Linked DNA regions of Sus scrofa: all the other regions are linked to region 5. A link is a contact called in public Hi-C, HiChIP or PLAC-seq and promoter capture Hi-C data. All regions are on one chromosome and are shown on one strand. The core of a region is the stretch at or near the end of the contact, and the rest is flanking DNA. Distances in the headings are between cores, read along the strand shown. Region 1 holds the start of POLR1E (DNA-directed RNA polymerase I subunit RPA49). Region 2 holds the start of ALDH1B1 (aldehyde dehydrogenase X, mitochondrial). Region 3 has its middle 24 kb from the start of ALDH1B1. Region 4 holds the start of ZBTB5 (zinc finger and BTB domain-containing protein 5). Region 5 holds the start of SLC25A51 (solute carrier family 25 member 51). Region 6 holds the start of TOMM5 (mitochondrial import receptor subunit TOM5 homolog).

Evidence for each region. Promoter capture Hi-C pulls out the DNA fragments that hold promoters and counts their contacts. Hi-C and Micro-C count contacts between places; a contact is called where the count stands out from the background. HiChIP or PLAC-seq counts read pairs in DNA pulled down with a chosen protein or histone mark.
Region 1: a contact with region 5 is called in an H3K27ac HiChIP or PLAC-seq map of alveolar macrophages. The contact joins the promoter of POLR1E here to the promoter of SLC25A51 in region 5. A contact is called at or near these places in 2 of 5 promoter capture datasets (fetal liver and liver), 15 of 47 Hi-C or Micro-C datasets (alveolar macrophages, brain, embryonic fibroblasts and 10 more) and 2 of 2 datasets of contacts at active chromatin or transcription factors (alveolar macrophages and skeletal muscle).
Region 2: a promoter capture Hi-C map of liver shows a contact between it and region 5, with 11 times the contacts expected there. The contact joins the promoter of ALDH1B1 here to the promoter of SLC25A51 in region 5. A contact is called at or near these places in 4 of 5 promoter capture datasets (fetal skeletal muscle, liver and skeletal muscle), 13 of 47 Hi-C or Micro-C datasets (alveolar macrophages, brain, embryonic fibroblasts and 4 more) and 2 of 2 datasets of contacts at active chromatin or transcription factors (alveolar macrophages and skeletal muscle).
Region 3: a contact with region 5 is called in a promoter capture Hi-C map of fetal skeletal muscle, with 12 times the contacts expected there. The contact joins the enhancer-like site here to the promoter of SLC25A51 in region 5. A contact is called at or near these places in 3 of 5 promoter capture datasets (fetal liver, fetal skeletal muscle and liver), 28 of 47 Hi-C or Micro-C datasets (adipose tissue, alveolar macrophages, brain and 16 more) and 2 of 2 datasets of contacts at active chromatin or transcription factors (alveolar macrophages and skeletal muscle).
Region 4: a contact with region 5 is called in an H3K27ac HiChIP or PLAC-seq map of alveolar macrophages. The contact joins the promoter of ZBTB5 here to the promoter of SLC25A51 in region 5. A contact is called at or near these places in 2 of 5 promoter capture datasets (fetal liver and liver), 2 of 47 Hi-C or Micro-C datasets (heart right ventricle and liver) and 2 of 2 datasets of contacts at active chromatin or transcription factors (alveolar macrophages and skeletal muscle).
Region 6: a contact with region 5 is called in a Hi-C map of embryonic fibroblasts, with 2.2 times the contacts expected there. The contact joins the promoter of TOMM5 here to the promoter of SLC25A51 in region 5. A contact is called at or near these places in 3 of 5 promoter capture datasets (fetal liver, fetal skeletal muscle and liver), 11 of 47 Hi-C or Micro-C datasets (alveolar macrophages, embryonic fibroblasts, heart right ventricle and 6 more) and 2 of 2 datasets of contacts at active chromatin or transcription factors (alveolar macrophages and skeletal muscle).

Annotation. Positions count from the first base shown.
Region 1 is chr1:238,195,533-238,199,900 of Sscrofa11.1, reverse strand. It overlaps POLR1E (DNA-directed RNA polymerase I subunit RPA49), which reads right to left and starts at 2,242. Exons shown (of 12, transcript XM_021066147.1): 1 at 2,078-2,242; 2 at 1,112-1,215. The coding sequence starts at 2,153.
Region 2 is chr1:239,107,170-239,111,440 of Sscrofa11.1, reverse strand. ALDH1B1 (aldehyde dehydrogenase X, mitochondrial) reads right to left here and starts at 1,627. Exons shown (of 2, transcript XM_003353586.5): 1 at 1,371-1,627.
Region 3 is chr1:239,083,890-239,088,234 of Sscrofa11.1, reverse strand. No RefSeq gene overlaps it. Among named protein-coding and RNA genes, the nearest start is that of ALDH1B1, 24 kb to the left of the region's middle. Within about 2 kb of position 1,349, at least 5 of the 83 cell types and tissues checked have an H3K27ac peak or open chromatin away from gene starts, as enhancers often do. A contact at or near this core is called in fetal skeletal muscle, where this site is marked.
Region 4 is chr1:238,175,196-238,179,011 of Sscrofa11.1, reverse strand. ZBTB5 (zinc finger and BTB domain-containing protein 5) reads left to right here and starts at 1,535. Exons shown (of 2, transcript XM_021066137.1): 1 at 1,535-1,778.
Region 5 is chr1:238,665,263-238,669,372 of Sscrofa11.1, reverse strand. SLC25A51 (solute carrier family 25 member 51) reads left to right here and starts at 1,945. Exons shown (of 3, transcript NM_001258408.1): 1 at 1,945-2,037.
Region 6 is chr1:238,331,671-238,335,857 of Sscrofa11.1, reverse strand. It overlaps TOMM5 (mitochondrial import receptor subunit TOM5 homolog), which reads left to right and starts at 2,792. Exons shown (of 2, transcript XM_003122021.5): 1 at 2,792-3,000. The coding sequence starts at 2,880. It overlaps LOC102165621 (a long non-coding RNA gene), which reads right to left and starts at 2,673. Exons shown (of 3, transcript XR_301353.3): 1 at 2,582-2,673.

The sequences.
Region 1 (4,368 bases), core at 993-3,492, 470 kb after region 5:
TCTTGACTTCCCACAGCTGAGCAACCTCAGATACAGAAGCTTTAGACTCCAAACCACAGTAGATTAGAACAGGGAGAGCCTCTTTGAGATGATCCAGCTCCACTATCTTTAAGTGAATTTTGGGTGTCCCTGGGGAAAAAGCAAAAGGATTTTTGAAAGGGAAGCCCCAGGTATTGCTGGCTTCCAGCTAGGCCAGAAAGTTCTTGGTGGAGCTTGGGAGAGTAGCTGAGCACGTAGAGGCATGCAACAAAATGATCCTGCAGGCAACCCCAAAGTCTAACCCCTTCTTGAACCTCTTTGCCACCTCTTCCATGACTGTTCCTTACATGCTCCCAGGACCATGGAAATGGCTAATATACTCCTCAATCATAGCCAAGTTTTCCTGCTTCCCCATGTTTGTCCTTGGTGTCCTCTTCACTTGGAATATTAGCCTCAGCTGTCAAACCTTCCTCCATCCTTCAGGGCTCCAATGCATCCTGCCACAAGAAGGCATTCTGGCAAGCAGAGCGCACTTTGCCCTGCTCTGTACCCTCCCTCCCTGGAATCCTGAACTTTGTCTCCTTATGTGTAAGTGTCCCCTACATCCAGTTCTCACTTCTCTAGATCAGTGGTTCTCAACCCAGGGAAATACCCCTATGGGGACATCTGGGAATGTCTGACATGCTATTGTCACAACGAGGAGGTGCTAGGTATATTTGGGTAGAGACCAGGGAAGCTGCTAAACACCAGGGATGTGCAGAACAGTCCCCACAACAAAGAATTATCTGGGTCAGAAGGTCAGTCGTGCTGAGATTGAGAAATGCTGCTCTAGATTATGAGCTCCCTCCGGGTGGGGCCATGTCTGACTTAGTTGTCTCCCTAGCTGCTTACGGCCCAGAGCCACAGTGGGGGTTCAATAGATGGTTGCTGAATGAACAAATGAATAAAGGGCTATCATTTCACCATAAGTGTGAAACTGAATGGAGCCTGCTCCCACACACCAGCCTGCTGGGGCTCAAAGTTCTTTAAGGCTAATCTGCTATCCCCTGCTTTTCTCCTCTCACTCCCTTCCACACCCAAGGGGCCTCCTGAAGCCTGCAGAGTGGAGAAAACAAGCTACTGCAGCACTTACCAGGATCCGCTGACTCCTCTTCCTGGGGTTTGTGGAATCATTGCTCTTGTACAAGGTGAAGCGCATGTTGCCTGGATTCTGCAGCTTCCCATTGGAGAACTGGACTGTAAGATTGTAGCCCAGGAATGACATGAGAGCAGAAGGACCAAGAGAGTATGATGCAGAGGAAACAGACAGTCAATGAGAGGGAGTGACTGAAGGAATGGGGATGGCAAAGAGGCCCAGGTCCTGGCCCAAAGGAGGTTTTTTTTTGTTTTTTGTTTGTTTTTTGTCTTTTCTGGGGCCAAATTCGCGGCATATGGAGGTTTCCAGGCTAGGGGTCTAATCAGAGCAGTAGCCACCGGCCTACGCCAGAACCACAGCAATGCGGGATCCGACCACCACCACAGCTCACGTCAACGCCGGATCCTTAACCCAATGAGCAAGGCCAGGAATCAAACCCGCAACCTCATGGTTCCTAGTCGGATTCGTTAACCACTGAGCCATGATGGGAACTCCCCAAAGGAGGGCTTAAGGAGATCCGGATCCAGGTGGGAAGAGGATGGGGAGGGGATGGGAAGGTAAGGGGAGGCCTGAGGAGAGAGGGGCTTCGACGGGAGGGAATAACTAGGGGAAATGGGACTAACTGACGAGGCCTGGACCAGACCTAAAAAGATAAAGAAAAATTCTGCCCAATGGAGGAAAGTAAATGGAGCAGGTTTGAGACTTGATGGGTGAGGAGATGACCGGGTCTAGAGTACTGGGAAGGGGTAACTGGTAAGGCCTCATTCAGCGGGAAGGTGGTGACAGAAACGCGGTGAGATGACAGAGGAACCCTGGCCGAGCCCTAAGTAGCAGTAGAGCCTGGAAGGGATCTGGCCCAGCTGAGAAGGGGGACGGACCAGTAAGGGAAGACGAGGGCTGTAGATACCGAGACAGAAAGGGAGGAAGTTACAGGGAGCTCTGCTCCGGCTCCGCAGTCCTTACCCAGTAAAGCTCTCTGGCTCTCTTCGGGGTCTCCACAGTACAGCCACCTTGCACTCGGCAACACCTCCGCCGCCATCTCGCCCTTCTACCGCCAAGCACAGGAGTTAAGACAACTGCGTCCGCTAGGTACACGCGGGTGGAAAAAAAAAAAAAAAAAAGGCAGGGCGGAAGAGGCGTGGCCTCTCCGGGCACCGCCCTGCGCACGCAGAGATGCGTGGCTCCGCCCCCATCAGGCCCGGCCCCTAAGCGCTGTCTCGCTGAGCTCTGAGGCGGGCCATCCCCTCTCACTCTTCGCCCGCCCCTCCGCGTGGAGAGGCGGGGTCTCTGCGCTCCCTATGCCCCGCTCCTTCCTCCGCAGCAAGGCGCAACACGTGATTGGCCCAGCACTCGGCCTGCTCTTTACAGGTCGTGTGCCGCTAGGGAGCACACTACCTTCAGGTCTTGCTTTAGCGCATAGACGGGTTTCTTCGCGGCTGAGTCTAGGTAGGGTATGGTCTATCTCTACCACCGAGGCAAATAAGTCTTACTGACGCCTGAAAGTCCAAGTTCAAATTTAGAATTTTTCGATAGGCAATCCTTGCACGCTAACTAAATGTGGCGACTGGCGGAGACCGGCCGCTTTCCAGGACCTCCATCCACACACCTGGATATCAATCCTTAAGCCCAAACGTGATCCACAATCCTGTAAACAGTAACATGACCTCATCTTCTCGGACCTTGGCACAGTACCACCTGTGGTTCAATCAACTCTGAGAGTATGGACCAGTGGGAGAGGCCCAGCAGACTCAAAGCTTCTGGGGTGGACAAGAAGGGGGAACCAGAAGGCATGGTCCTTTGTCCCCGCGGATTCAACCCTCCCTACCGCATGGGGAGTTATTAGGCAAAAAGGAGGATTAAAGCAGATCTTTCAGCATGGGCCCAGGCTAGGACCCGTTTTTCTCAGTCAAAGGAGGGTACTGTTGAAGGGAAAGAACCAGGTTGACTCATCTGTGTTTTCCAAATTGCCTTCTTTTGAGACTTCCCCTCCCCCTGCACGTACTTCCAAGATGATCTAAAAAACATTAACACCTGGGAGTTCCCTTCGTGGCGCAGTGGTTAACGAATCCGACTAGGAACCATGAGGTTGCGGGTTCCGTCCCTGCCCTTGCTCAGTGGGTTAAGGATCCGGCGTTGCCGTGAGCTGTGATGTAGGTTGCAGACGCGGCTCGGATCCCGCGTTGCTGTGGCTCTGGCGTAGGCCGGTGGCTACAACTCCGATTAGACCCCTAGCCTGGGAACCTTCATATGCCACTGGAGCGGCCCAAGAAACGGCAAAAAGACAAAAAAAAAAAAAAAAAAAAGATAACACCTGAGCTCTCCTTTTTCTGAGCAAGTCTTTTCTAATTACCAAATCTCAACTTACAGAAAAATTGCAAGTACAGTGCAAAGAAATTTTCTGGCCCTGAACTTTTTAGAGTAAGTTATCAACCTGATGCCCCATCACACCTGAAGACCATGTATAGTATTTCCTACAGACAAAAACGATCCCTAAATGGCTACACTACAGCCATAAAAATCAGGAAATTAACATTGCTACATTACTACCATATACTCATCATTTCCCACTTCAGTTCATCAGCTCTTCTGGTAATGTCTTTATAACAGAAGATCTTGTCCAGAATCACATATTGCATTTAGCTGGCATAGCTCTGTAGTCTCCTTCCACCAAAAACAGTTTCTTACTCTGACTTTGAATTTTAAAGTTCACAGGCCAGTTATTTTGAATGTCCTTCAATCTGTTTGTCTAATGTTTCTCTAATGTTTCCAAGTGATTAGCTTCAGGTTATGCATCTTTGGCAGAAATTTTACAAATATGATACTGTTCTTCTCATTGTGTTATGTCAGGTGATGTACAATTCGATTTGTCCCATCACAGGTTACAGTAACTTTGATCACTTAACTAATGTGGAATCAGCCATGTTTCTCCACAGTAAAGTTATTCTTTTCCCTTTGTAATTAATAAGTATATTGTGGGCAATTTTTTTTTACTATAGACTAAGTAAATATCCTGTTCACCTTTCAATTATTCATTTATTTACTTACAAATATCAGTATGGATTTGTGGATTCTTATTTTATTCAGTAGATTGGAATCTGCTACTGTCATTTAGTTTCATGGCCAAATTTTCCCAGATTGGGCCAGTGGGAACCCCATAAGCTGGTTAGTGTCCTTTTAACATGTTCACATTATTTTTTTTGAACATGTCCTTGCTCTCTGGCCACGGTTTCAATTCATCTTGTACTTTCCCTGCC
Region 2 (4,271 bases), core at 378-2,877, 440 kb before region 5:
CACCCTCAGAAACCAGCCCAGGCCAGCTCCCCAGGCACAGTCAGGCCTCAGCTTTCCCAGGAGTGCAATGAGTACAGCAGCTGGAAAGAAGCCTTTGTTTATTCTTGCCTACAACTCTAAAAAGTGTAGACTTGATGAAAATAACAACTCTAAACACCCTATAAAATTTAATCCATGAAACTTAAGTGGTATATAAAGTTCCTAGATTCGCTGAAGCACATCTCTACACATCTGCTGTCTCACTTGACCTTATCCCACAAGCCCCCGAAAGAATTGCACCTGCCCTACCCCAGCACCCCTACCCCCTGCCACTGGGCAGGGAGAGGAGCAAAGAACTTATCCAGGGAAACAAGGCCCCAGCTAAGTCCCCAGCCCCACACAAATGAAAGATTCCTAGGAAGCCATCCCTTGGGGAGAAGCTGAGCCAGCAGACCTGACAGGGGTGCATGCAGGGTTCACTCTGTTCAGGACTCTGACCCACGCTGGGACAGAAGCGATCTTGCATCCATTAGGCCTGCGTCTGAGGAGGGAGGAGTCCCTGGGGAGGTCAGGATAAGGTGGATGGGGGGGTTAACCAATCCACGGGGTAGGGGTGGAGGGGGCTAAAGAGGGCAAGAGGATTGATCACAGACCAAGGTTGGCAAGGCTACTTTCATGCACAGCCAAGGCTGTTTCTATTCTAGGGACCTACTTGGGGTCGCCTCAGGGGCCTCCACCATCATGTGGGTAGAGAAGTGCTCACAGAACATCATACTTTACAGTCTGCAGGCCATCTTCTGAGCAATCAATTCACCTGAGGCTTCTAGAAGCCCCAAGAGAATTTAGGTTGATGATGACAACCCATTCTGGAAGAAGGTTGGGGATCAGAGAGGTTCTGGGACTCACTGAGGACACACAGCAAGTAAGAATAGGAGCCTCAGCCTGGATTCCCACAGCCCTATCTTTGTGTTTCCCCCCTCCTACGGACAACTCTTTTATTAGCGCCCACTGTGCCCACTGGGTCATCGAGGACCGGGTAGCGCCCACCTTATCCTTTCTGCTGGAGGGAGTGCGTGTACTGGCCTCACAGCTACAATCCGGGGCTCTCTACTACAGTGGGCCCAGTGGCGGGGAGCGACGAGGTCAAGGTAACCGGGAAGATTTGAGGTTTCAAAGGTCTGTGTCTTCAGGGCCCCTCCGGCGCCACCCAGAGACCCGGTGTGGGAGGCGGGGTGGGAAGCAGGAAGAGGTTCCCACAGCGTTCCCTCGGGCGGAAAGGCGGGCCCCCAAATCGGGAAGCCGAGACCCAGGGAGGAAGCCTGCGTTGCAGCGAAGGGAGTCGTGGCCAGTCCGTGAGAAGTGGGGGCCGAGGAGAGAGGGGCGCCAGTTACCTGCAGCAGGCTGGAGCTCGCGGTCTGTTTTGGGATCCGACTCCCCCAGGTCTAGTCTGGCCACCGGCCCGGGGCTCGCCACAGGCCCCGCCTCCGCGTAGTTCGAAGCTCAGCAGCCAATGAGGCTCCGCCTGCGCCCAGGGCGCCGCAGACCTTCCGCAGCGCGGCCAACGCCGCTCCTACCCCCAAGCGCTGGCTGTTCTATGCCTTCAGGATTGGGGGGGGGGGGGGTGCTGCTAGCTCACTACCCTTCTCAAGGTCTAGTGGCCCCCTATCCCTGCGAATATTCCGCACCATGCAAGCGCTCCTTCTCAGGCATCGCCACGCAGAGCTAGGGGTCCTAAGACGCACGTTTGGGCGCGGAAACAAAAATCCAGAAACGATAGGACTTCAAAGGTCACACATCAATGGGAGCCTGGGCCCCAACTGTATTTTTCCTTTCTCCTTTGCACACAATGCACCTTATTAGGTTACCATTCTCCCCCGCCCCCGCGCGCAGTGCCCGAGTTTTGTGGAAGTTCCCGGCCAGGTAGGGCCAGGTATAGAACCCGCGCCACAGCAGCAACTCAAGTCGCTGCAGTGACAACTTGGAATCCTTAACCTAGGATGCCCAGCAAGGGAACTCCTGAGTTCCTATCCTTGAGGCTCTCCTTAGCCTCTTCTGTGCCTTTCCCTCTCTCTCACTTCTTTTTCCTTGGTTCACTAATTTGTCTTCCACCTTCACTGCTCTTTTTCCCAGTAGATTTTATATTTGAGCTTTTAAAAGCTGCATTGGAGCGGGGGTGGGGTGGGGCTAAGGACACCAAGAATATATGCACAATGCAGAAAGCTTTGAAAACACAGAAAAGGTTCCAAGAAGAAAAAAATATTATCTTCAATCCTTTCACCCAAACGTTACCATCCATCTTGCTGATACTTTTTTCCTCTGCATTGTTCAAAAACTCTTTTAATGAAAATGAAATCATATGGTGACTTCTTTTTTGCTGCCTTTTAAAAGCAATTTACTCTGAACCTTTTATGGTGTCACTAATTAATTAAATGGCAACATCATCCTCTCCCGGGTGGCCTAGAATTGTGTGGTAAGATGGCTTGTTGATGGACATGGAGACTGTTTCCATTTGTTGTTGCCATACGGGATGCTAATTCCTGAACCTGCCGTCTTCCACCGGCTCCACCTCCACTGCACCCTCCTGGTTGGAGAAGTTAGGAAGCTCTGAGCAGGCCCCCAGCCTCATTTGCAGCTAGAGTTCTGAATGTAAACTAGGTGGTGCCGATTAGCAGTACCACTGCCACATGTGGCAGGTGGAGGGTACAGTCCTGCTGCCTTTGGGTCATCACTAGTATGATGGCAGAAATGTGAGGTTTTCTGCATTCTTCTCCAGCTCCCTGGGTATGAGATGCCTGCTGCAGCTGTGGTTCCTTGACTCCAGCTACTTGTTCCCTGCTCTTTAAATCATGGCCTAAGGACTGTGTCTTGAGCTAAATAGCCCCCAAAGTGGTCTCAGAGGGTAACAAGGCTGGTGGACTCTATCCATCTTGTTCTGAGTCAGTCCTGAAGGTCAAGTCCTCCCTGATTCTCCATCCCTCTGGCCCTTCCAGCAATTCTGTCAGCACCCACTCTCTCTCTTAAATCTCTACCTCTCCATATATTTAGAATATGCACATTTTCCTGTTTGAACCTGATTAATTTATATAATTCTTTCCCTAAGCTACAGCTCCATGGAGTCTTTTGTTACCATGTCATCCTTAGGATGTTCACAGTCCTTGCTGCAAAACTTAATTCTTCACTAGAAGCACTACATCTTGTGCCTTGCCACATCTATGCTCATGTTTTCCCAGCAATTGTGTGGCCCCTTGCAAAGCCCTGTCTGCCTCCATGCCCCCCCCGCCCCCTCACCCCACCACCCTCACCCCAGCACATGGCCAGCCTAGCACCCTTTGGGCATTTGGCATGACATTCCATGGTGGATTGACTTAAGGGTTATTTGATCAGTCATTAACAAGCCTCATTTGTAGAGGCAGTGAATCCATGCCAAAACAACTATCAGTCTTCCAGTGGTCAGGCCTCTTGGAAAGCTGGGGCAGGTGTGAGACGCAGTAGCAAACAAGAAGTGGCCCCTTGGGGAGAGGATAAAGGCTGTGTCCTGTGAGGAGCAGCTGAAGGAACTGGGAGTGTCCACCTCTCAGAACTCAAGGGACAGGACTGCACCCTCCAAGGCTCCAGAAGGCAAAAAACAAGATGTAGTCTGTGGGGTCCTCGAAGGCAGCGCCAGACCTGTGAGGGAAAGTTAGAGGGGGCAGAGGAAGACCTTCCTGACAAAGCAGAACTGGCTAAGGATGGGTGGGAGGGGCTGCAGTGAGCCCCCATCACTGGGGAGTACCAGGAGGGATATGAAACCATTTGGCAAAATCCTGTAAAGCACCAGATAAGGACTGAACAAGATAAGTGGTTCCAAAACTTAGCTGTGCATCAGAACTGCCTGGGGAGCATCAAAACAAAAACAAAACATGCTTTACAATCTCCCTGGCCTTACTTTCAGAGATTCTCAATTATTATATGTTGGTGGAGATCCAGGAATTTTTAAATTTCCTCATATGCTCCTGATGCACAACTATATCTGGGAAGCACCAGCTTAAGTGGTCTTTGGAATTCTATGACTCCACCATGAATGGTTTTCCGAAAGGGATTTATGGAGGGAATGCTTTGTCTGTATCTAGATCCCATCTAGCAGGCCCACCCTTGACACTTCCTAAACTGTGGCTGGCATCAGAAGTCACCAAAATAAGTAGTGCTGTTGCAAGGCATTTGTAAAAGCATCCAAAAATTTAAAAAGTAAAAACCTTCCACAATGCTTGACATTCATGGTTTGGCAAGAAGGATGAATGTGCAGTGGCTCAGGG
Region 3 (4,345 bases), core at 100-2,599, 420 kb before region 5:
AGGGATCCTGGCTCCATACCAGAGGACGAGTCCTTTCACTCCACACTATGAAGCAGCTGCCAGTGGGCTGAACCCCACAGGGAGTTCCCTGTGAAGTGGGAGCCTTACCCTCCCTTGCCTCTCAAGGACTATCCTGGAAACTCTGTCCTAAGCCTAGCCAGAGACTAGCATGGAAAAGAGGTGACTCGGGTCCTGCTTTTTTTGGTGGGGGTTTGGGGGATGCATTCTTTTTATGTCCACTAGAGGGTACTGTGTACATGCGTATAGGAGGCTCTGAACACATATCTGGGCATCCTCTCCTGCAAACACTCAAGTAGAGAAACAGGGACAAAGACATCCCCACACGTGCCTACAATCAGACACAAGGATACACAAACCCACAAATCATCACACACAGATGTGTACATACATACGCACCGGCACATGTGCACGAAAACATCTACTCATGAGCATAGTCACATGGCCAGAAGACATACAGAGACACACAATGCATGTATCCATATACACTCAGATCCACACATTTCACCTACACACACACACACACACACACACACACACACCACCACCACCACCACCACCACCACCACCACAAACCTAGGCATACACATGGCCAATTACACGTTGGCAGACAAATACGGTCACATGGGTGGTATTGTAAATACACATTCAGACACAGACATAAGCATGAAAACACAGACACGCATTCATGTCTAAACAGTACAAGTGCACCTACAAGCACACCTACCCTGGGCCTTTGTTATCTTACTTTTGTGGAAAATGAAGTCCCTTGAGGGATGATTAACATCGAGGTGTTTTCTAAGGAAAACAATGGAAATGTCAACTTCATACTCCCGATGGAACGGTTTTATTCGTTAAATGTTAATGAAAGGCAGTTCATTGAGTTTTTAAAGAGAGAAATAGCCACCCTGCTCTGACAAAGCAGAGAACCCAAGTCACAATTTACTAACATGTGGAGTTCTCCGAGATACCCTAAAACAAAAACTGGTTTAAAAAAAAAAATACTAAAGAAATTTCAATAGAAAAATCAATGTAAGCCATAATATTGTGTAAAGGCAAACAGTAAGTCCAAACCAGTCCTTTCTTCTCAGAAAGGATGATACAGAAGCATAGAGTCTTTGCAAGTGATTATCAGATGGCCAAGGCTGGAAGTTTGCCTTCGAAAAGACAAAGGCATTAAAATAAAAGAAAGGATTAAAAAAAGAAGGAGAAAGGGAAAAGGGCCTGTGAAAAGAGCTGCTTCGATAACAGCATTGTATAGCTGAGAAGAGGCAGCTGTCAGAAATGCACTGTGCTCCACACAGCCACATCCTGGCAAGAAACAGGTGTTCCCCGGGCAACAGGCAAAGGATCAAGTGGGAGTGTGAGTGGCACAGACATACACTGGCCATTGCTGTGTCTTCTCTACAGAAGTCTTGTAGACAGGAGGGAGAGGCTTGTCTTCTAGGTAAGAACTGCCAGGTCCACAACCCACCTCTGCCCCCTCCCTGGCACGTGGTACTGGCAGATCCTGCCCCTCCCTGGGCCTCGGTCTCCCCAGGGGAACAAGGAGGAAGTTGCCTTCTCTGCTCTCTAACGTTCCTTTTTTCTCAGACACCTTGTCATTTCAAGCCCCCAGCGGCATCTTTCTGAGACCCCATTGCATCCCATGGCCAGAAATCATCGCGAGTAGCTCTGTTTATGCACTTAACAAAGTGCCCGTTCCAGCCCATCAGCTCGATCCCAGGGAACAATAGCTCAGGAACAGATAAAAGGCATTCATCAGGCAGCCAGGCCCAATTATCATGTCACACTGAATGAATGTATTTTAAAATCTTTTCTGACAAGAAAATGTTCCAAGTAGGTACCTTCAAATTAGCTGGAAAATCCAGAGAATTCACTATTAGGCCTTCTTTGAAGAATCTTTATTCCCCCCTGCTGTTCCAGAGGAATTCCTTGGATATTATTAATTCCTCCTAAGAGTCTGACCTTGTCGTCCCCCACCCCACCCCCGGCTGGGATGGAAACACTTTGTCTGTCTGCCTGACTCCCCGGAAACCATTGCAGAGATGATACACACCACCACCCTGATAGGGCATCACCTGTCCACCAATTTCCAGGGTCAGGTGGGCTCCAGTGAAAATCCAGTTCAATTCCACCCACATTTATTGAGCATCTTTCTGTTCCTGAGAGCCCTGTGATAAAAGCTGAGTCTACCCAGCTCTTGTTGAAAGGACATTCTACTAATGGGGACATGCATGTAAACAGATCCGTGTCAGTGCGAGGGTTTTTTTTGTTTTGTTTTGTTTTGTTTGGTCTTTTTGCCATTTCTTGGGCCGCTGCTGCGGCATATGGAAGTTCCCAGGCTAGGGGTTGAATCGGAGCTGTAGCCACCAGCCTAAGCCAGAGCCACAGCAACTCAGGATCCAAGCTGTGTCTGCGACCTACACTATAGCTCACGGCAACCTCGGATCCTTAACCCACTGAGCAAGGCCAGGGATCGAACCTGCAACCTCATGGTTCCCAGTCAGATTCATTAACCACTGCGCCACGACGGGAACTCCTACTTTTTTTTTTTTTTTTTTTTTTTGTCTTTTCTGTCTTTTTAGGGCTGAACCCGTGGCATATGGAGGTTCCCAGGCTAGAGGCTGAACTGGAGCTACAGCTGCCGGCCTACACCACAGCCACAGCAACACAGGATCTGAGCCACATTTGCAACTTACACCACAACTCATGGCAACACTGGATCCTTAACTCACTGAGTGAGGCCAGGGATCAAAGCTGCAACCTCATGGTTCCTAGTCAATTCGTTTCTGCTGTGCCACAACGGGCAACTCCCGAGACTACATTTTAACCTGGATGTGACTGCTGGCTCTGTGATGTGGGACAGGTGATTTCACCTTGCTTTCCCTACCTCTAATATGGGGGAAATGACCCCTAACTCCCAGACTGTTGTGAGGAGGGTCCGTTTCATGGGACACAGACTGTCCCTCTGTCTGACCCACTTGAGGCATTGCAAAGTCACCTCTGCCTCCCAGGACTGAGGGATCATTTTTCACCTCTTCTCCACTCACAACACAGCTATTTCCTTGCTACTTGATTCTCAACTCCATGTTGCAGATGGCTCCACGTGGCTGTGGTCTGGGAGAAGAGATTTCTCTCGCCTCATGAGAAACTGCATCAAGGGCAGAGATATCTGAAACTTGTGGCTCTGATGCCAAGATTTGGAAAGGCAACAGCAAACCACTGGGAGTGAGGAGACTGATTCGGTGTTTCCAAACGAATACAGAGCAATCTGCTTTGGCTTCTTCGTATTGTGAACTTGTACAGAGCAGACTGCTGACAAGGGGCGGTTTCTCACTGACCTATAGAATTGCAGGGCTAGAGGGAGACTTAGAGGCCACCTCATTCTTCTTTTTACAAGTAAGGAAACTGAGGCCCAGAGAAAGGAAGAGACTTGCCCAAAAGCACACAGTGAACCTGTGGCAGAATGGAGCCTAGATCCCAGACACCCTGTGCCTCTGGCTTCTATCCCTCCTTTAATCTCACTGGGTCACAGATCACCACCCCAGAGAACTGGGAAAGAGTCCCTCTCTCCAGCCTCCTTCCCTGACACTAGAGCCCTGGCCCTGGCCCCCCAACTCTGCGCTGCCCTGAGCCTGTAGACCCTTGCTATTCTCAGTCGTGGGGTGTTCAAGGTTCCTGTGGGCAGTAGGTCCTGCCTCCACCAGCTCTGTGCACCTCCAGGCCTCAAGAAGAGTTCAAATGGCATCTCTTTGGTGGCATCACTCCTTGCTGCTTCAAGTGAGACTTTGTGGGGTGAGACCTTTTGCTGCTTGAAGGCAGCTATTCAAGTGGCATCTTTGGTCCCAGGGGACAGAACTCAGATGCCACTGGGTACCTGGGATCTTCTACTGGGTTTCCTCCACGTCACCGTCTACAAAGCACTTCTACTTCCATGAATGGGAAGTTCCTCCATCCCATTTTTGTAGCCTCAGAACTAAGGCTCTGAGAGTGCAAGTGTCATGACCCAGTGACAGAACCATGGAGTTACAATTTGAGTCCAAGCAAGCCTTCCATGGAAGAAGAATGTCGCGTCAACCACAGAGAGTTTCCTTTTACCTACTTTCGCAGACACCTTCAAGGTGGGGTTGATGCAGCTGTCATTCCGTGAGAAAAGCAAAGCACCTACCTGCACTCTCACTCGTTCCTTAACTGATATTGTGTTGCCCATGACTGTTCCCAAATAGCTCCTGTGCATTCCTCTGACCAGGGGGATGTGCAGAGGGATCATTTCAGAACATTCTGCCTCTGGGGCTACCTCAACACCCACGGAAGGGGAGCATGC
Region 4 (3,816 bases), core at 286-2,785, 490 kb after region 5:
CTAAACTACAATATAGGATGGGACTTTTTCAAACACGTTCCTAAGTGCTGAACATACAAATCTTTTTAATTTTTGCCAGTCTGTAAATCTGAGATAACATTTTAGCTCACATATGTTTCTAAGGGTCACATAGGTGAAGAGACTTCTCACATTACCTGGCTTACTGTCAGCATTCCGTTTTTTTTCTCAATCACCCAGTCTGGCAATAAAATACGTGTAAGGGCTACAAAATGTCAGGGAATCTTAATGAACAATAATTTACCATCAGACCTCATTGAAGCCTTAAAGAAAAAAACCTCGAGGGCAACATTTCCAACCTGTACAGTGAAGGGACAGATCAGCTGCAAAGATAACTTGAGTGTCACATTCTGAAGTGGGGTGTTCCCTTTTAAAAATAGTCTGTCTTCCCTCCACCCCCGCCCCGCCGCCCCAAGAATCAAGCTGCGTTCCCAGCCTGCCTTAAACTCTGGAGTCGCGCCATGCCCCTTACACTTCCCGTCGGGGAAGGCCCCTCCCAGGCTTCCTTGCCTCCTCTTCACCCAGGGAAAGAGAGCTTCTTTCTGCCCCAGGGCCCGGTGCCCTCGGAAGCCCTCCAGCCAGTGTCCCTCAGAGCTTGGCCTCTCCATCCGAGCGTGCACCTGGAGGTCTGGAAGCCACCCGGAGCTTACTCTTTTCTGAGAGCGTCACTTCGAAGTCCGCCACCCTTCCACATTCCCAATGCTGTTCTTTAGAGGTTTGGTTCTGGAGACTGCAGGCTTATTTGACCTGCGGCAGGTAATGCAGAGCAAAGTGCCAGTGGGGAGCCGGGAGGCACCAGCGCTTCGAGACGCTGGCACCTAGATTGGACGTAGGGCTGCGTCGGACCCAACTTCTGTGAGATGAACAGAATTTTTGGTTCAACATCTTTAGCTTGGATTTTGTCTTAATTCAACCTATATAGCTTCCTGAAATTATATTTTATTCCTTCCAAAGTCTACGAGATGGGAACTCAACCTCGGACACCGTGCGTGAGTGGGTCCCACGAAGGAAATTCGCATCCCATAGGGAGCCGGTGGTCACCGAAGTGCCGGGCGCCGAGAAGGTAGGGAAATCCTTCAAGTCCAGCCAGTGGTGGGACACACACTACCTCGCGGGCTCGCCTTACCCCTGGCTCAGACCAAAGGCAGTCGTGGTTGTGATTGGTGGAATTAGGAAAACCAGCTGGTCTCACCCACAATGGGCCTGGATTGGCCTCCACACTCAGTCGCTTTTCTACAGTCTAAATCTAGAACCGCTTAGTGATAAATCCCGCCTTCAAAGGCGTTTGATAACAGTTTTATGTGTTGTAAGGCAAACGGTGATTGGTCACAGAGCTCACGGATTCTGTCGGTAGTAAACACAGCGAGGCTCCTGGGACCGCGGATTGGTCAGTGTTCCGGGGGCCGAGTAAATTCCTCCAGATACCGCGCGCCGGCTGGCTGCACTTCTGTCCCGGCCCCGCCCTCTCCCCTTCTGATTGGTTGCACCCCTGCCGGAGGGGACGAGAAATGCCGCGGAGTAGGCGATCTCGCGTTGCGTCACTTCCGTTTACTGTGTGCAGCCGCCGCGGTGTTCTCAAGAGTGCCGCGGCGAAGGGGTTGAAGGAGCTGGGCAACAAGAGGCGGGGTGGACGGAAGAGGGAGGAAATCCCATCACCGAGGAGCCAGCCTGGACGTTCCGGTCTTCTGCCACACTGTCGGGTCGGATCGAAGAAGGGTCACCGCCTCCTCCAGCGAGAAGGGGGGCGGAGCCCGGCTCAGGTGAGGCGACTCTGTCAGCGGGAGCGGTGGTGGCGCGCGCTGGCGCGCTCACGTGGAGACAGTTGAGCTCTGGGGGAGCTGGGTGGGCGGCGCGATCAGGGTCTTGTCTAGGTGTCTGGGCGCGCGCCGAAGCGTACCGGTGCCCCCCCGCGTCTGCCCTGCCTGTCTTTCCTGAGGGTTATTGTTACCCTCAGAGCGGAGGGGCCAAGGCGGGTGGGAGGCGTGTTCTGCGCAGGCGTCCCCCGCGTCCCGACGCCAGGCTGTCTGTCCGCCGAGTGGGGCGGGGGCTCTTGCCCCCTCTGATCTGCGGGCGGGCTACGTTGGTTCCTGGGATCGCGTGGGAAAGACCAGCACCCTGGCAGGGTGAATAGAGAATCTGCGGAATGGGGTCGGGTGGCTTCCTTGCCCCTGTCCTGGGTCTCATTGAGCGACGAGGTTTCGTTTCACCAGAGCAAGGCCAAGGCGAGCTGGAATCGGGAACCGGCGGCTGAACCAGGAGGGGCGGAGCCAGTGTTTTGGAATGCCGCAACTAAAAGGACTAAAGTGTTTATAGGCATTTATTGAAAACCCACTGCTTCCAGGCTTCGTGCTAGGAGGTGTAGGGGATGCAGTGGTAAGAACAGTCTGTCCCCCTCCTCCCTTGTTTGGAGGACATACAGGTTTATGCATGTTAGGCAGTGAACTAAGGGGAGTTGAAGGTTAGTTTTTTTCCTTCCAAAAAGGTCATTTGCTATTAAGTCAGTCTGTATTCTGGCCTTGTGGACGATACTGTGGAAGCTAATTTCTGAATAGGACACAAATCCTGAATATTTAACTTGGCAAAAAATTTTTACATAAAGGCGCAGTAAAAGCTTCATTGCTAAGTGGTATACTTGGGTTCTGGGGTTAATTTTAATTAGTGGAAGTAAGAAACCTTTCACCTTCAGGAATTGAAGCAAAAATATTTCCAAAATGTGTTTCTATGCTTCTCTGTTTTAGTAGGTAGAAGATATGACATACATTGGGATCTTTTCTTTAGAGGTTGAAGAGAATGCTGTGCCTTACTCATCAATGATGATTTGTTGTCGTTATATAGGCTGTTGTGCCTTAGATAATTTTGAAAAGGTGGGCTGAATGCCTCATTTTCTGGAGAAACTGAATTCAGTGAAGTGCTATGATTTGGGTTGTGAGGATGGTAAGCTAAAAGATTAGCGGTGAGGGAAGAGAATTTTAAAGAAAAGCCCCTAAACCAAGGAAAGGCCTCCCACTATTGCTTTAACCCCCTCTGGAAATCCCAGGAAACTTGGGAAGACTGGCTGTGCCACCACTGCCAGCTTGGTGACCTGCCAGTTAAGACTTAACAGGTCGAGGACCTGTTCTGGTCTCTTGCGTTCTGCTAAATAAACAAACCAGGATTTTTTTTTTTTTTTTTTTTTTAAAGAGTCCTGAAGTCAACTTGTTTTTGGATTTGCCTTTTCTCTCCTAAAAGTTGTGTCAGGACAAGGTATAGTTAGCTGGAAATAGTTGCAGACCATATTCTGGCTATTTGAGGTGTTTAGCAAAATTCTGGAAGTGGTAAGATTTGCAAGAAAAGAATCTTAGAGTGGGATGTTTTCCTAAACTTAGGGTTCAGTGCTCTCAAAAGAGACTGTCACAAGAAGTTGAAGTCATTTTTAAAAAGTCACTTGGATACAAAATGTATGTAAATGTTTAGTATTTAAAGTACTTAACATGGGAGTTCCCATTGTGGCTCAGCAGTTAAGGAACCCGACTAGTACCCAGGAGGATGTGGGTTTGATCTTTCTCCTCAATCAGTGGGTTAAGGATCTGGCAATGCTGTGAGCTGTGGTATAGGTCGCAGATGTGGCTTGGTTCCTGAATTGCTGTGGTGTAGGCCAGCGGCTATAGCTCTAATTCAACCCTAGCCTGGGAACCTCCATATGCTGCAGATGCGGCCCTAAAAAGACAAAAATAAAATAAAAAATAAAGTACTTAGCATGAATTTTATTAAATTGAAGTTCTTTAGTGTGGGTAAGAGTTAAAACTATCTTACGTGTAG
Region 5 (4,110 bases), core at 696-3,195:
AGCTACAGCAACGCGGGATCCGAGCCACATCTGCGACCTACAGCACAGCTCACGGCAATGCCACATCCTTAACCCACTGAGCGAGGCCAGGGATCAAACCCACAACCTCATGGTTCCTAGTTGGATTCCTTAACGACTGAGCCATGACGGGAACTCCAGAAAACAGAGGTTTTGACCTCCAACATTCATATGCCCAAGAAGAGCCAAATAAGCATGTAGGAGGGTTCTGACAAGGAACCCAGTGCTGGAGGGGCAGGGGCCTGCGCTGTGACCTACAGCATAAAAGAAACAGACTGGCTGGGCTCCAGACATGAGTGTTCCTATCAGCTTGGGATTTCCTGACTCTTTTGAGTCTTTTGTGCCCCAATTGTGTGTTTAATTTCAATCTCTGCCTCCTCTTCGGGTTTTACCCTAGGAGAAGAACCTCTCCATTCTAATTTGAAATGAATTATTTATGCTTATGAACACACTGGCTGCCTGCCTGGTTTATTTATTTTTTGAATAATACAGCTGATTAGGGATTCACACAAGACAGGGCAAACATAATTCCAACGTAAATGCCCTTCCCCAACTGCTGCCCAATTTTTAATCACTCCAAACTACTGTGTGGCCTGGTCATTATCCTGTGGAGCCTGAAATCTATCCCCGAACCCTAATCAGATGCCCGGTGCCTGCACTTGAAAGTCAAGATCTGCCCTATCAGACCTCACCACCTGTCCTTGACAACCTTATCTCTTGCCACTATGAGTTTCTCCACTCATCCAAATTCCATTCATTCATCCTCCAAGGCCCAGTTCAAACGCCTCCACCCTGTGAAGCCCGTCCTGGTTGTCCCTTAAGGGAAGAAGCCCCTCATGCATATAAACTTCCAGAGTTTTTGTTTTTATATCCTTACTTGGATTCTAAGTTCCCCCCAAGAGAGTTCAGGTGAGGACGATGGCACACAGTAGGTACCTCTGGAGAGTGTGTGGTGAAATTAGGTAGCATGGTTTCCCACACCCCAAGAAGCTGTTTATCAGGCCAGCTCAGGCAAACTGGACACAATTTTGGAGTCAATATCTACAAAATGCTCTCAGGGGAAGTGACCAGGGAGAGCCATCAACCTATACCCATACCCTGACCAGTGTTTCATGCCAGGTGAGTTGCCTATTTGACAAACCCCACTTAAAGAGCATACACCTCACAGATCTGATGAGCCTCCTGTAGAGCCTCACTCTCCTTCAACGCCTCACATCTGCGTGCCTTCCAGTATATAAGGTAGAGTCAGATCATTGCTCCCAGTGCTTGTTACAGGGGCCAAGGGCTGCATGTAAGGCAGGTGTTACTTTTCAGGATCTGGGGCTCAGAGACATGTCCAAAGTCACTCCCAGGAAGGGTCAGGACTATGATTTGACTTATGCCTCTTAATTCTCAGTGCAGTGGCATTCAATGCGTGCAAGTTGTTTGAGGTTGAAAGGAAACAGGGTTTTTAAATGACTTGTATAGTCTAAAGCACACACAGGTGTTCTGTGACCTGCAGTAATAGCAGCTGACAATATGCCACTCCGAGGGTTCAATGAAAGCTAACCAAGGCTACAAGGGGAGGGAGGCGGAGACTTTCAAGGCCTCAGCAAAGGCGCGCTTGCAACCCACAACTGTCAGTACCCAGGGGTCCTCCCGGCTACCAAGCACTAGAGAACGCGTTGGCTGTTTCTGGTACGGCAAGGCCACCGTAGGGCACCCACGGTATGGCATTCCATCCAGCGGAATCTCAAAGCCCTACGACAGATGTGATGGGTGACCCCCCAAGTGCCTTCGCTCGCCGCACAGCTGCCAGGGGTGGGCAGGCGTCCCCTCACCCTCCGCAGGTTTAGAGGGAGGCAGCGCGGCGTAGTCTCCCTCACGTGACCGGGCTCGGCAGCGTCCAGCGCGTCACGCCCCGCCCCGAGCTCTGGGGTCGGTCAATGTCTGCGCCTGCGCCGGCGCCGGCTGGGCTCGCGGGCTGGCCTACCTGCGGGCGGGCGGCTACCGGGCGCGGAGCCGGGCCCGCGGCGATGGGTGAGTGTGGGAGGCGGGTGAGAGGGAAACGCGGGGCTCCCCCGGCCTCAGCAAGGAGTGCCTGGAAGCACGAAGGAGGGTCCGAGGAGGCCGTCTGCCGCGTCCTCTGGCCCACCTACCCCTCAGCGCGCGCGCGCGCACTGCGTCCCCTCCGCCCCACGGCGCGCCCCGCCACTGCCGCTCGTGCCCTCCCGGGTGGGGCCTGCAGCCGCAGGGGCCGGCGGCCGCCGGGTTTCGCTGAGCCAGGGGCGCTGTCCGGCTGCCGGAAAGAGCTTTTCCGGTGGAGGAGGCAGCGCGCTCTTTTGGGCGCGCCTGGGGCGGGGAGGTGCCTTCTGCCGCGCACCTAGAGCGGGGCGGGAAGGGTTCTTGCTTTGCCTGCGCGGGAGGGGAGCGGCGCCGGCACTGCGAATGGGCCCCGGACCCCTTATTCTGTCCGGTGTCAGAGACGGAAGGGGCTTTGGCGAACCCACCACCCTCCCCTCCCTCTTATCACACACTGGGGAAATGGACGCCTGGAGAATGGTAAGTTCAGCCGCACAACCAGACAATGCTTATTCTGCGACACCATGTTGCTTCGCGTTGTAGGAAACTTGTAGTACGAGGCTTTTTTTTTGGTCTGGTGGTGGTGATGGGATTATGTTGTTAATTGTAAATTTGTACCAATTATTGGGTATTAAGCTTATCTAAGTGGGGCGTCTTAAAGGCTATATTTACCCTTTTTTTGGCCCTATAACTGTATACAGCTGGTCTTAATCCCCACCTTCTGTTTCACTACGTGCAAGCTGTGAAACAGAAGCCCTTAGAGTAACGGTAGTGACCTTGCCAATCTGAGCTTCCTCTGTACTTGTTTTTGAAAGGGTTCCGTGAAAGCAAAAGGTTCTAGGACTGGTTAGGTCCGCGGGTGATTTCAGAGCACAGGTTAGGCGTTTTGGATCTGGAGTCACCTTGAGTGCATCTCAGGCAAAGATCACAAGCAGTCTCTTTAAAAAGCAGTGGACTTACCTGGTCTTTCCTTTGGTAGATTAAGCCCAGAGAAGTGGATTTTTAAATCATAGACATTGCTTTAAATTTATAGTGGCAAGATAGTGACCACTGGATCCCAGGTTTATCTTATGTGAATGCTGACTCAGACCTGCTGACTTGTAGGAGTTAACATCCTTGGAGAATTACAGTTGCCTTCTCCGTAGTTTTTGTACAAAGACCTTTGTGCTGGGTTCACAACTGTGTCTTATCCATGTGGGCTATAAATTATGGTGAGCATTTAGATTACACTGTTTTCTTTTACCATAAAAGTTTGACACTTGGAGTTGCTTGAAAGTCATCTTGATTAACTTTGCCTCCTTATGCTGACATAGGTCGAGTGTTTTAGGTAGCAGGCAATGTAAAATTATGGTATATATATGTTGCAATAAATTGGAGTGAATTATCCATGTTAAAGAATTTAAATATGTAGATCAGTTTAGCAAAGAAATTTAGTCATGTTCAAGTATAAATATACAAAATTTTTAATTTCATCGCTACAGAATACTCTGTACACTATCCTTCCTTCTCCTGGCTAAATTAAGAACCTGTTTACACTATCTCCTTATCTAGGAAGAAATGAGAGGGAAAGCTTTAAATCTGTAAAGTCCAGAAGGGTTTCATTGCATTCCTTTTCCCTATGTCAAGGCCTAGTTTTAAAAATCTGAGACCCTAAATGTACAATAATGTTCTTTAAATTCCTTAAAGTAGTTAATTGCAGTGGTCAGTAAATGACTGGCTGGGAGTTCCTCTGTGGTGCAGTGGGTTAAGGACCTGGCATTGTCCCCACAGACAGTTGGGTTGCTGCCGTGGCGAAGGTTCAGTCCCTGGTCCCGGAACTTCCATATGCTGCAGGTATGGCCAAAAAAAAAAAAAAAAAAAAAAAAATTTGCTAACTTCTGTTAGTCACAACTTTCTATTTGTTGAGTAACAGTCCCCATTATCACAAAGGATCATGACAAAACTAGTAGAAGTCACTTTAATTTGCAAAATTTTGGAAAGTAATGCAGGTACCATTCCAATAAAAATTAAAAGTGAACATGGACAAAATTT
Region 6 (4,187 bases), core at 1,543-4,042, 330 kb after region 5:
ACTTTTTATTTCTTGCCTTTCATGGCATATCACAGGGAATCCTTTACTATTAGCACTAAAGTGCAAGGTTATGAAGGAAGAGCAGGAAAAACAAGCATGGAGCTTCAGCATTTTAGAGCTGCCAGTGATTTTAGAGATTAGCTCCCACTCCCTCATCCTTCCAAGGAGGAACAAATGAGGTGTCCGAGACACGGAACAGCTCATTCCAGCGTTAACTTCCTGAAGTATGCTCTCTCAGTTTGCCTCACCTAAGCCTACCTCAACTAGACAATACCTCCACCTACATGCCAAACAAACAAAAACCAGGAAAAGGAAAGACAATGAAAGTATCTAACATCTTTTCATGTTTCCTCCTTTACAACTAGAAGAGCCACGAAAGGGAAGAGAGTCCTTCAGGATGAACGTCTCTGAGACAGAAACAGTTCACCTCCTAAATCGTTCGCATCCAGAACCAGTTCCTTACCCCCAAGACACAGCTACACCATATTTCTACCCACTACCTTCCAGTCTCTTTACAAGGAGGCAAGCCCCAGGCTTTTAGAGAATAATATTGCACTTTAACGAATCAGCCATTTACAACCATGTTTTCAAATAAACAGGTGTTTACATTGGATGAATGCTAAAAATCTGTGCTTTTTACCAAGAAACATGATCTTCTGTTAATTTCTTCTCTCTTCAGTTCCCTGTGAATCCAGGCAAGTTATTCAAGAGCATCTCAGTGAAGAAAAAAAATTGGTAATTTCATTTGAGAACTGTATATCTAAACTCGGGCAACACTAAGGATGTAAGTTACTGGAATCACATAAGAACTCATTTTTTGCACATCTGCTTTGCCTCACTCTTCAGATGGATGAGGTGTGCCTTATTGTTATGTTCTTCCTACCATGGAAAACACACACAGGCTGTTTCCATATCTCACCACATTTGATAATATTTTGATGTCCATACATTCCAGACCAGAATGCCCTAGATAACACATTTAGAATTTAAATGCACAGACTGTTAGAACTGAAAGGGACTCTCAAGCGCATTTAATTACATCTCTTCCCTTTGGGAGTTCCTGTTGTGCTGCAACAGAAACGAATATGGCTAGTATCCATGAGGATGAGGGTTCAATTCCTGGCCCCGTTCAGTGGATTAAGGATCTGGTGTTGCCCTGAGCTGTGGAGACACGGCTTGGATCCCATGTCTGCGGTGACTGTGACTGTGGCACAGGCTGGCAGCTATAGCTCCAATTCTATCCCTAGCCCAGGAACTTCCATATGCTGAGGGTGCAGCCCCAAAAAGCAAAGACAAAAAAAAAATTGTATCTCCTCCCTTTAACTAAAGAAACATACTTTCATTCCCCCCACCTCCTTTTTCAGGTTCTTTCCGCAGCCCCCACTGCTTTCCACCATCAGTGCAGGCTTTCTAAACGCTCTCCAAGGGTTAGATGGAGCCATTCCTTGGGAATCAGCCCCTCCCACTCCAGGGCTGCCTCTGCTATTCCACTGCATGAATTATAGATGCAAGAGGTTACTAAAGCCTGAATAAGCAAATGAGTTCCCTTTCTTGACTCAATGTGTTACATTCTGTCAATCAGGAAGGCAGGGGGTTGGGGGGGGGGGAAGAGCAAGATTTAAGAGTTATCTGTTGCTTCCATAGTAAATTACTGTTCAAATTTATCTAAAATCCATTGTTGCTATGCAATGTACAGTCTAGAAGGAGCATTCTGGTCTTGAATTATGTGAGCAAGTCAGTCATCTGGTTCGTGTCTGAGAATTATATATGGCTAGTTGGCATGCATAATTTGGGGCAGCAGCCTTCTAACAACTGTTTTGATCATTCCGTGACAGGAAATCTGGTTGCATTAAATTCCTACCTTCTGCTTCCAGAGATGCCCATCCAAGCAGGCACTAATAGCTAATAAAGACTAACAGAGGAACAAAAGGGTGCAGGGGAAAGAGAATTCAATTTAATATTATAATTATTTGCATTAGAACCCTGCCTCTGCCCATCATTAGTAGAAAGACTTTAGGAATTACACTGGGTTTCTAAACCTCTCTGTCCTTATCTGTAGAATGTTGAACAGATCTAAACTTGATTTATATACACTGTATCACTGGGCCAATACTGTAATTTGTGATGATCAGTTAACACTGAAAATGAGATGACAATAATAAAACGTAAAATGTTAAAAACTATGTGTCTGGGACCCTACTGGTCTAACTAGGTACACAACCCTGCTCAGAATTGACTAGTTGTGTACCTTGAGCAAATGTCATCATCTTTGTCTTTTTATTTTAGCTCATCATTAAAAAGTTCAAAATTATTCATAATAAAAGACTGGAATAATTAACTGAAATGATACACTAATCACCACCTAAGTTATTTTCAATATTTTGCTAATATCCTTTCATCTCTCTTTCCCAACCCTTTTTTTTCCCCCTGAGGTATTTTAAACACTATCTGGGCAAGTTGTTTTAAAGATCTCTGTGCTTTAATTTTCTTATCTAGAAAATGAAAATAATAATATCGAATTCATGAGTAGAAATGTACTGCGTATTTAATAAATGCTAACTATTATTATTTAAGATGGTACCTAAGTGCACCTCCCCCTCCGAGGCGCAAAACCACTTTGCCGCTCCACGCGCGGGGCTCAAGACAGGAGCCTGCAGGAACCCGAGTCGCGCGTCGCTAAGATGGCGTGTGCCCCCTTCAGGCCGCCCTCCTTCAGAACAAGTCAATGTAAGGATGAATTTTGTCCTTCGCAGGCTCCCGTCGCAGGAGTCGAAAACGAGGGGCGGGAACAGGAAATGGGATTGGGTCGAGTTCCGGGCGCCACACGGAAGCTGAGAATTGCAGAGCGCGACCACTGGAATTGGTGAGGCAGAGCCGCGATGTTCCGGATCGAGGGCCTCGCGCCGAAGCTGGACCCTGAGGAGATGAAACGGAAGATGCGTGAGGATGTGATCTCTTCCATACGGAACTTCCTCATCTATGTGGCCCTGCTGCGAGTCAGTGAGTGTCCTTTCAGGCTGTGGCCGTGAAACTAACAGGGAGCTCGCGGACACTGCCCTCCAACTTTGATCCCATTGGCCTTTGGGGGCCTTGAACTAAACTAAGCGGTCGCTGGGCGCAAGGGACGTGCACGTCGAGGGCAGCGGGCGCATGCGCGACGCGGTTAGGATCTGCTTGTGAGGGCTGGAGTGTTTTAGGGCACGCGGCGACCTGGACCTCGAGGTTGAATCACGGTCCAGGGTAATCACCCAGCCCGACCGTTTGAAATGAAAGCGCCTCAAGGGTTATCTCCCAGAGCAGCTACCTCGTTTTGCACACAGAAAAACTTGTGTCTAGAGTGGATAAATGGCAGGCTCAAGGTCACTCAGCGATTTGGTGAATGATCTTGACCTAGAATCCAGAATTCTTTACTCGCTGCCAAGTTTCCTTCCATTATTGCTGACCTCTGAAATCCAAAAGGTTTTGTTCCTTTTATTTGTATGGAGGGCGGAGTAAATAATTGCTATTTTAAAAGAATGACGAAAAAAGAGTATGAGTTAATAGGATTAATTTTTTTTTCTCTTGGCCACACAGAGGCATATGGAAGTTACCCGGCTAGGAATCTAATCTGAGCCAGAGCTGCAGCCTATGCCACGGCTGCAGTAACAGCCGGATCCTTAACAACTGCTCTGGACCGGGGCTGGAACCGCGCCTCCACAGAAACAAACCCGATGTGTTAATCACTGGGCCACAGTGGAAACTTCCTAATAGGACTGATGATAATACCTGAGAGTTTATTCGATTTTATTTTTGATAGAAACTATTTGCACTGCCTGATCTTCACAATAGCCCTGGGAGAGGCAGGACATAAATCTCTGTCCACTTTGCAAATAAGAACTCCACATTTAGAGGGCACTTACGCAAATTATCAGAATTACCAGCACACAATATTAGATCTGGATGCAGTTTTATAGATCAGTTTTCTAGTTTTACTGATAGGAATTTGAGAAGCACTTTGCCCCTCCGTCTCATTTTCAGTTCAGTGTTCTTTTCCTTGTTCCTTGCTGTATGTTAGTAGGTCCTTGATGAAGAGGAAGAGACGATTCAAATAAATGAAGGTCATACTAAGGTCATCTTGTAGAGGGCTCCTTTTGGGCCTAGGGCCAGAACTCCCTAAAGTCTTGTCCCCTTAATCTGCCCCCTTCGCT